Regions from separate parts of the Mus musculus genome. Here region 1 is linked to region 2. Evidence: chromatin contacts called from public promoter capture Hi-C data. All regions are on one chromosome and are shown on one strand. Each heading gives the region's core, a stretch centred on a gene start, on an enhancer-like site or on the middle of the called end of the contact. The rest is flanking DNA. Distances are from core to core; before and after follow the strand shown.

Evidence for each region. Promoter capture Hi-C pulls out the DNA fragments that hold promoters and counts their contacts.
Region 1: a promoter capture Hi-C map of hippocampal neurons shows a contact between it and region 2, with 4 times the contacts expected there. The contact joins the enhancer-like site here to the promoter of Arl6 in region 2. A contact is called at or near these places in 3 of 39 promoter capture datasets (cranial neural crest, hippocampal neurons and liver) and 1 of 115 datasets of contacts at active chromatin or transcription factors (large pre-B cells).

Annotation. Positions count from the first base shown.
Region 1 is chr16:60,393,694-60,399,059 of GRCm38.p6, forward strand. The region is part of intron 3 of Epha6 (Eph receptor A6); the gene reads right to left. It also overlaps the pseudogene Gm4660. Among named protein-coding and RNA genes, the nearest start is that of Epha6, 210 kb to the right of the region's middle. Within about 2 kb of position 1,813, at least 9 of the 459 cell types and tissues checked have an H3K27ac peak or open chromatin away from gene starts, as enhancers often do. A contact at or near this core is called in hippocampal neurons, where this site is marked.
Region 2 is chr16:59,635,945-59,640,775 of GRCm38.p6, forward strand. It overlaps Arl6 (ADP-ribosylation factor-like 6), which reads right to left and starts at 3,395. Exons shown (of 8, transcript NM_019665.3): 1 at 2,986-3,395. It overlaps 4930547E14Rik (RIKEN cDNA 4930547E14 gene), which reads left to right and starts at 1,001. Exons shown (of 3, transcript NR_040564.1): 1 at 1,001-1,241.

The sequences.
Region 1 (5,366 bases), core at 563-3,062, 760 kb after region 2:
CTTTATGCATAATTGAATTTTATAACACTTCAGCAAGAAAATATTTTCTTACTTGAATTTTTTATATATATAAATGGGCATAAATGGAAATTAGCTTTAAAAGGAACACCATAAAGGTGGTAAAAATAATCCCAAGGATTTACTTCTTAAGTTTGTATAATATAAATTTTAGAAATGTATTTTTTGACAATAGATTTCAGTCTTACTAACCTTTGCTATATCCAACCTTTTACCAAGTGAATACATCATAGTAAAATTAGAATATGCAGAACATATTAGAAAAGGAAAATTAGAAACATAGAAAGAGAATGGATTACTAGCAATATTAATAGAATTCAGAGTCGTAAAAGTTCTTATATAGAGGAAATTATTTATTGGAAAATAGGTGTAAAGACAAGACAAAAATCCAGAATATTTAAAGCATTCAATATATAAACTGCCAAAAGTTTTAAAAGAATATTTGTTAATCTCTTTGACATAATTTTGTCTCAAAATGCTTAAGCATAGGAATGACTAATTACTAGTGAAATAAAAATAGAAAAAATAGAAAATGATTTAATATAAAATACATACAGTGAGATATATACTATAATTAACATATACTGCAAATGCTCATAGAAATGACTGTCAGATGAGATTTTTATTCATAGTCTAGCATTGTCAATGAAGATGAAAGTTAATCATTATATACATTTACACAGTTGTATCACAAATTTTCACAGGAAATGATGAATCATGCTCAGAGACCCTTTGAACCTACTTGTTTAAGCATGGAAGGCATGCCCTTTGGGTGAAGTGAGGTCTGCTCAAGAAATTTCTCATACATTTGGAGCTCTATAAAAAAAACCAAAACTCTTATTATTTAAACCCCAACATTCTAGCAAAGGCTTATGGGTTAAAGGTTCGATCACCTGTGTGTGTTGCAATCATAATTTTTGGAAGCAAGGTAGAAAGTCTAGCTATTGCAGGTATGCCTCATAAGGAGCTGCTGGGGCTGGGGGTCCTGAGCCTATTCTCATTCTCTCTCTCTCTCTCTCTCTCTCTCTCTCTCTCTCTCTCTCTCTCTCTCTCTCTCCCTCCCTCCCTCCCTCTCTCCCTCTCTCCCTCCCTCCCTCCCTCCCCATCTCCCTTCCTCTCTGCTTCTTGACTATTATGAGTTGGAAGTACTACTGCTGCATTGTGCCTTGAGCAGTAAGGTCCAGAAACCTCTGAAATTGATAGTTAAATCTCTCATTCTTAGTGGATTATTACCTCTCATATGTTTGCACAGCACTGAAAAGCTAACAAATATCATGTTCCCTCCAATTTGATAAGCCAGTTCTATTTTCTTTCACAGTAATATTGGAAGCCATTGGCGTTACAGCAATGTTCAAAAACAAAAATAGAGAAGTGTGTACTATCTTGCTATGATTGGATAAAGCAAAGTTGTGAACTACTCTCTAGGTGGATGGATTTGAAAAAGGCTTCGAGCCTATAGTGACTTGCTTATACACAAGGAAGAGGTACCCTCGTGGCAGCCTTCAGTGGGCTTTAATGAATAAGTCATGGGATATGTGAAGCTGAATTTTGCTTGATCTTTTTTCCTAGTGATCCATGAGCTGGGTTACCTCTTACTCCCCAAGGAATTGTTTCACACTACATAGGAAACATGGGCACTGCCAGGCCAAAGTAACAGTGACATTTTGAAATGAGTGTCACAGGAGAAACAGAAATCAGCAACAAAAAATTCCACAGCCTCACTGAGTCAGGTCAGAAGTTATTTGATACTCTAGTCACGTCATGCCCTTGCCAGATGGAGCTGGCTTCTAGACGTGGGAGTGAGAAATATCTGGAAGTCCACCCACACCTTAATACTTCCAATGCTATGAGCGCTGTCATCACAGATGGTAAATGTAGAAAATGGTTTGGATAAAATTTATGATTGACATTTTCAAATAAATGAGGGAAAGAATAAACTAATAACCCAAGCAGCTATAAAAGTTCTGGCATATATCCAAGAAAAAGTCAAGAAGATGCCACCTGGTAAGAAAAGGAACTTGGAAATTTCATTATAACATAGCTAGAGGCATTGACTAAAAAAAAAAAAAAAAAAAAACAAAAAAAACCTAAAATGATTTACTAAAATAGTGATATATTATAACTCCTTTAAAAATTAGTTATTCCATTTGGTGGTGTACATGGAAAAACACTTTTATGTTATTCTGGATACCACATGAATCACACAACTCATGTATCTTCCCTCAAGGGTTTGGTGTTTTAAATGGAATTCCTGAGGTGTGAATGAGTGGGGTCTCGGCATACAAGAGACAGAATTTTAAACCCAGTTTGTGTTATATAGTTTGCTGTGTTATACAACCTATTTAGACATTTTATTAAAAATGAAATGAAAAGTCTAGATATGTTATATGCCAAACCCAAAAATGATTATACCCAGTCAATTGAAGAAAAAACATTCACTCACAGATATGCTCTAAGTACCTCACATATGCCAAGCAAAATTCTATGCATAATGAGCTTAATAGTGAATAAACAAAGCTAGGAATGTTCTTGCTCCTGTATAATTATGCTACTCTTGGAATAGAGTGTACATAACGAAGAGTCTGAAACAAATGCTGGTAAAATTAACCTGAATAATGAAAGTCTACGAGTCCATGAGTCAGGGTGGCAAGGAAGTAAGGAAGATGTTAACACACTGACACTGAGCGTAGAAAAACATAGGTTGAAATTCTAATCCATCATGTGAATGTATTTAGAAGCTTTAAGGAGGGCTTTAGGGTTAAATGAGGTAATAAGAATAGAGCATGACAGTCAGGAAATACTGATAGTCTTACAGAAAGAAACAAAGCCATTACAATTGTGACTGAGTGTACACAAAGAAAATATTGTGTGACAACTTCTAGAAGAAAGCCATTGACAAAACAAGATGAATCCTCATCAGGAACTAAGCCCATTGTTAGATTGATCTTAAACTCCCATCCCACAGAACCTTGAGGAAGTAGATTCATGTTCAATGTTCATTTTGTAGGATTATTATTTTTTTATTCAGACAATTTTTATTAGATATTTTCTTCATTTACAATTCAAATGCTATCCCAAAAGCCCCCTATTCTCTCCCAGTGCCCTGCTCTCCAACCCATGCACTCCCACTTCCTGGCCCTGGCATTCCCCTGTACTGGGGTATATAAAGTTTGCAAGACCTAGGGGCCTCTCTTCCCAATGTTTGTCAACTAGGCCATCTTCTGCTACATATGCAGCTAGAGACACAAGGTCAGGGGTTACTGGTTAGTTCATATTGCTGTTCCTCCTATAGGGTTGCAAATCACTTCAGCTCCTTGGGTGACTTCTCTAGCTCCGCCATTGGGGGCCCTGTGTTCCATCCAATAGATGACTGTGAGCACCCACTTCTGTATTTGCCAGACACTGGCATAGCCTCATGAGAGACAGCTGTATCTGGGTCATGTCAGCAAAATCTTGCTGGCATATGCAACTGTGTCTGCGTTTGGTGGCTGATTATGGCATGGGTCCCCAGGTGGGGCAGTCTCTTCATGGTCCTTCCTTCTGTCTCAGCTCCGGAAGGATAATTTTTTTTTAATGGCAGCCTTAATGAACTATTATGTAGGGTTAGACAGTATTATAATTAAGTCAGAGAAAGTAACACAGGTAAAGGACTTAAGAAAGAATCTTGTAAAGTTTGAAAATCAGAGTAAAAGCAATGTGAGTGTAGTCATAGGAAGTAAGGGAGATTTAGAAAGCAGGGAAATTGCAGGAGCCAACAAGGGCTAGATCATGTAGATGGTGAGGGTTAGAAAGATGTGAATTAAAATTTTATTTAAAGCTAATTAATGGTATTACCAAATGTTCCTGGTGAGTGATCTGTGGAGTACAGGTGTGGAAATGATACATTATACAAACTGAGTGTTATCTGCAAGGTTAATGATTCTGAAGAAGAGGAAGTAGTCTGGGAATATGTCTGGAAGGTGTGATCTATATAACCTTCAGGTAAATTGATGGCACAGAAGGGCCACTTCCCAGTGTGCTTATTCTGCATGGAGTGTAAGATAATGATCATAAGAGTAATTCATAAATGTATAGTCAGAAGCTTTTTTTTTTTTTTTTTTTTTTTTGAGAAACGTTGTTGTTGTTTAATGGTAAAGCTCAGTACATTCCAGCACCAGGACTGGCATGGAGTCAAAGCAGCAGAGGTTGCTGAGTGACCCCATGGAGCCTCACATGGCGAAGAGGATAAGGAAGGCGATCATCAAACAGAAGAGTCCCATGGCCTCAGACAGGGCAAATCCCAGAATGGCATAAGAGAAGAGCTGCTGCTTGAGAGATAGGTTCCTAGCATAGCCAATTATCTAGCTACCAAACACTGTGCCAATGCCAGGCCCAACACCAACTGTGGCGGACCCAGCACCAATAAACTTGGCTGCTGTGTCTATGTCCCAGGAAATGACACTGGTCTGCGATTCCCATCTGGCCACCTGGAGAGAGGAGCTTCTGAAGGAAGCCTGTTTAGATGGGGCCTCTGGTCTACTCAGGAGGGAGGCAGACACAGGCCTGATTAGACCCCGGATAGAGGAGCGAATCAGAACTGGAGAAATGAGTAGTGTCTTGGTGGTCTGCATTTTTCAATCTCCCAGCTTTATTCAGAAGCTTTTATTGACAATGATTAAAGGACAAATGGATGGGGATTATGCTTAATGTACATAAGGGACAAACTTAAGATCATTTCATGACTGCATTTTTCATTAATTTACTTCTTTATTCATTTTGCATCTTGAATGCAATTTGCCTACCTCCTCTACTCCAAGTCCCACCCTCTCACTCTCTTTTCCCATTTCCCCTCCCCTTCAAGGTGAGCATCTGATCTTGAGTACCAACCTGCCATAACATATCAAGCATTAAGAGGATTAACTGCATTCTCTCCAACTTTGAGCAGACAAGGCAGTCCATCTAGGGGAAAGGGATCAAAAGGCAGGAAACAGAGTATGAGTAAGAGACAGCTCTGTTCAAATTGTTGGGGGACCCACATGAAGAACAAGATGTCTATCTACTGCATATGTATAGGGGGGCTAAGTCCAGTCCATGCATGCTTTTTGGGTGGTGGCTCAGTCTTTGCGAGCTCCCATAGGCTCAAATTAGTTGGTTCTGTAGGTTTTCTTGTGGTACCTTTGAACCTTCCAGCTCCTTTAATCATTCCGCTGACTCTTCCACAAGACTCCCTGAGCTCTGCCTAATTTTTGGGTGCAGGTTTCTGTATCTGATTTTATCAGCTGCTGGATGAAGCCTTGCAAATGACAGTTGTGCTAGGCTTCTGTCAGAAAGTATAACAGAGCATTATTAATATAGTCAGGGGTTGGGTC
Region 2 (4,831 bases), core at 2,145-4,644:
CTTTAACATATTTTCAAAATTACAACCTCTCTGTTTTTCATGTCTCCTCTCTGTGTAAGTACTACAAGGCATTGATTGTTAAAAGGTACTATCATAGATATTCATTGTCCACAATCTTTTGTGACTTTCTATCATTTTTCTCAAATACCTGAGATTTATTATTGAAATATTTGGGAATATAAAATTTTAAAGAGCTTTTCAATTTTTTTTATGTGCAACATGAAAAACCCTACCAGAGCAGTGTTTAAATTTGGTTTATTCTATCACTAATAAAACTGAATATCACTGAAACTTGCTTTTTATTAGTGTTTCTCTCATGGGCTGCTTGTCATATCTGGTGGCTACTGCTTTGATTACTGTATGTAGTCATGTATATATTCCATGCATATGTATTGCAAACTATCTCAATCAATTAAAATTTACTTTATTACAATTGTTTTATAAGACGGGGCTTTTATCTGATGACATTGGTGGTTTTCTTTGGTTTCTTTCTTTAGTTTTAGGTCTAGAAATATTTCCTTCTCTTCAGTATTTTGAGCATATTAACTAATATTCTGTTTCTTTCATCTGTAGTTAATTTTTCAGGTTTTAAATTCTAATTTTCCTGAAATGTACTTGGGTATGAGAGCTGATTCAGAGAACTGGCTGTCCTTCTGCCCCTCCCTTTTCTTTATATTTTATATTCTTATATGTGTTTGGATCTAGCAATAGGCTCTCTGTACATTCTAAACTATATTCTGGAAGCGAATTCTTAGGGATTACTTCTAAGAAAAATTTCAAGGTCACTGATGCTTGAGAAATTTTATATAAGCTTCTACAGCGCATTATTCTTTAATATGCTGATACTATCTCTAAAGCTCCAAGAGATGGACAAAGAAAGTACTACTGTCTGTGAGGACTTGTTCACAAGAACCTTTTTGGGGAAATATTTCAACTTCACACAAACTGGGAAACCTGATCTATTCTATTGGTCTGTTTGTGACATCATCTCTCAATTCACATATCCCTATACTTTGTCATGTGAAACACTAAGCTTCCTTTCTCTAACGTCCCCTTTTCAGATTTACCAGTTTCTTCAGCTTTGAAGGGGAACTATACCCTGAAAGTGGGCTTCTGGGGGACTGATGCGCTGCTGATTTTATTGTCTTCTTCCATTTCCTTATTTTTCTTTTTTAAGTTTAGAGAAAGCAAGTTCTTAGGTACAACAAAGTTCTCCAAAGGCTAAGTACAGCTATTCTGAGGTAAGTCCATAAAACGTTCTTTAAGAAGAAACAAAACCCGCTGTGACCGAGGAAGCCTGGCTAGTCAATAAGAGAGAAGAGCAGGGTGAGCTGGACTCAGAATCTGGAGCATGGGGAGTAAGCCATAAAGATCTGGAGTTGGATCATAAAAGTTGAGAACACACATCACAAAACACTCTCAGCCAGTTTTCATCCTCTCATTGGTTCTGAATTTCTTCCAAATAGTAGTTTAAAAGTTCTTACCAATAAAATCACCTCACTGTAATGAACTCACAAATAAAAACATCACACAATTAGATTAAGCAAAAACTCAAGCAAAAACTTGCCCAGTCCCAAACTCTCAGCAAACTTCTACACTTAGGAAGACTCTTGTAAAGCAATTGGGCTTTTGCTTAAGGGTTTACATTTTTACTACCAATTAAAAATTTACACAACACCCAAAACAAGTGTGACAGGGTTGAAATTAGGGAAACAATTAGCTTTATAATCTCTTTCCCTACTCATGTCTATTAAAATTTTCTAAAGAAAAGTATAATCTTAGGGACTGGTTATGTGGCAAAATGGTAAAGTGCTTGCCCACAATGTGCAAAGCCCTAGATTTAATCTCAGGCACTGTAAAACAAAAAAGAAAAAAATAAATAAAAATTATACTCTTAACAGCAGAGACCGCACAGCTCTTCTAGGGGACCAGAGTTTGACTGAGGCTCTCAAGCACCTGTAACTCCAATTCCAGGGCTGGTCACACATTCTGGATTCAACAGGTACTACACAACATGAACAATTATTACATAGAGAGGTGGGGGGAGAGGAGAGAGAACATGGTATAAAGTTGATACTGACGTAAACTATGCCTTAAAGGATAAAAAAAAAGAAAAAAGAAAAGAAAACCCAGCATATTCGCTAGATTAGGAACAAAATATACCTTCAGCTTAAAAAGTCTTACTGTATGTATTGTATAACGCTGGCAAAATTGATAGCTAAAGTAAACTTGGCTAAAATGAAACAACTCCTGTTCTTGAATCAAGAACACTTAGGTGTCTGAGCTGCTTTCTGAGAAGAATCAGCTTTCCAAAGGATTAGGTGGTTACCAGAAAAGCACTGAAGATTTAACATGTTATCCACATGTTAAGACCTTAGCGTTAAGCTGCAGAGAAAGATGAGATGAGACAGAGAAAAACGCCAGAAATGCTACTTTAAACATGATAGTAGTGTGGGCTGTTGAACATTCTTACTACCCCAATAAAACAATCTTATTAAGTTAGAAAATTTGATGATGAAATTTCAACCAAATTATTCATACATCATATAAAAAGGTCCGTCTTGGGCAGCGTTAAAGTCAACCAAACAAGCAAACAGCATTGGCCCAAAGCAGTTCAATACATTTTCGAAGCTCCTTGGTATACATCACATAAACTCAATTTTTTCCCCATCTCTCACAGATGAGAGATGATCTAACTCACTTAGATTCAAAAATACGGGTAATAGTTTAGAGTAATTCTAAATCGGACAGGGAGCGGGTATTCTCTGTCTACCAGGGTGGAAATGGCTGCGAACAGGTAGCGGGAACTTTTTGAACTAGTGGATCCTGCCGCCGGTTCCACAGCGCTACAGACACCGTGGAAAGGTCGTGTTCATGTTATCAAGGGTGAAGCTGATGGCGTGAAAAATCATACCCAACAGAGCTGAAAGAGAACACACAGATGATGGTGAAGAGAGAGAAAAAGCGGGGTGCGGATGGAGGTACCTGATCTTTGACGCCAATCCAAAGGCCAAGGGGCTGACAAGGACAGGAAAGGACGCACTCTTGTACCCGTTTCCGCGGTGGGATCTTCCCCGGAGCCTCAGCCTTCCTCTCTATGCCTCCGTAGGAAGGTTCCCTTGTCCCAAGCACAGCCCCTTCTACAAGTTGGGAGAAACAGCCGGTTCACCCAGGATGCGAGCATCAGTGGCTGAGCAGGCGCCCCGGCGCGCGGCGTTCCCTTGGCAACGGGAGCTTCTTCCGGTCCCAAAGCCACGCCCACCCGGGCGTCGTAGGTGTCCGCCCACAGGTTCTCCTTTCTGCGGCTGGAGAGCTCTGGGTAAAAAAATTAATGGCCTGATTCCCGCAGAGGAACTCTGTTAGCGAGAGTGTGAGCACGGAAGACACGGGGAGCCGCCACTGCATTGGGAGCCGAGTGGTAGCTCCCGTGCTGCTGGGACGCAAGGGAGCTGGAGGCGCGCGCACAGCCTGCCGGGAGGCGTGCGGGGCGGCCTTAGCTGCGCGCGCATCGCTGGTTGCTGGCCTCCGGGGTTCTGGTTAGCGCTTTTGGCCGGACTGCCATATCTGTGGGTGGCAATGTTTTGGCTTGACCGCCCTCGTCGTGGGCGGCGTGAGGCAGGGAAAGGATCTACTTAGATATGCTACTCCCATTACACAGAGCCTTTCCTAGGCTCAGCTAGGCCTGAGAGCGAGCGAGCGAGCTCTGCAGAATACAGTTGTAAGTACAGGCAGGAGAGGGAAACTGGTCAAAACCAGTCAGTATTTAAAAACAGAAACATTATTTGGCAAAGGAAGTGTGACCCTGTCCCTAGTTCTTAGCTGTCTGTTGTCCCGGATATTAACTAACACCAGACATGAGTTTGTGGATCAGAGAGTTTGATAGTTACCGTTCTTAAAATCACTTGGAGTTTATAGCAATAGAAATAATTTGTGCTAATTGAAAGTTTTTTAGATAGACACTTTCCCGCCCATTTGCATTGTTCCCAACAGACAGGCTACAGATGCAACAATTAAAGATCTACATTTTATTTTATTTATTTTTACTTTTTTTTTTTTTTTTTGACTTCAAACTAGCCATTTCCCCCATCCTACTCCTCAATGAATGACTGCATGACAAACTTGTATTTGAAAAGTTTCATCTCTTCATATCACTTGTTAGCATAAATGTGGGATGTTACTTTACTGGTTTTACCAGTTAGTATGTTCAACTACCATACTTGTTTTTCTGCCCGTTAAGGAAGCTGGCCGATTATTTGGACTTGGAGTAGGGTGAAGAAACTGAAAGGAATTCCATCAAAGAGATAGTGGTTAAGACACTGGTATATGCACTGCGGTAGAGTGCTTTTCTGGTGCCTTTCCAAATTCCTTAGTACTCCTAATGTGGAGTAAGGTCTAGTTCTGGTCTCCTGACTCTTGTAAGGCAAAAACCAGACTGAGTGAACAAAACTTCTATAGTTTGTACATCCAAAGGTAGTAACATAAATGCCCTTGTTAAAACAGAAAATGGAAATATACTATACTCTGTGGTCTAGTAAAATTACCCTTTGTGTATATTTCATCTTTGTCTTCAAAAATGTATCTAATCTAGTGGTTTTGAGGACAAAGGAAAGAAAAAAGTATGCATGTCTGACCAATAGATAGCACGTGTTCAATAGATAAGCTTCCTTCGTTGTGAATTTTTTATTACTCAAAGAAAATCAGCTCAGTTCCTGATGTGGTTGTCCTTTAACTTCTGGCCCCAAATGCAGGGGTTCCTAATTTACCAGGAACTATTAAACCGCTTCTCTTTGGCTCACTTTGACAAAACTTGGATGCTTATTTGCTTATATAA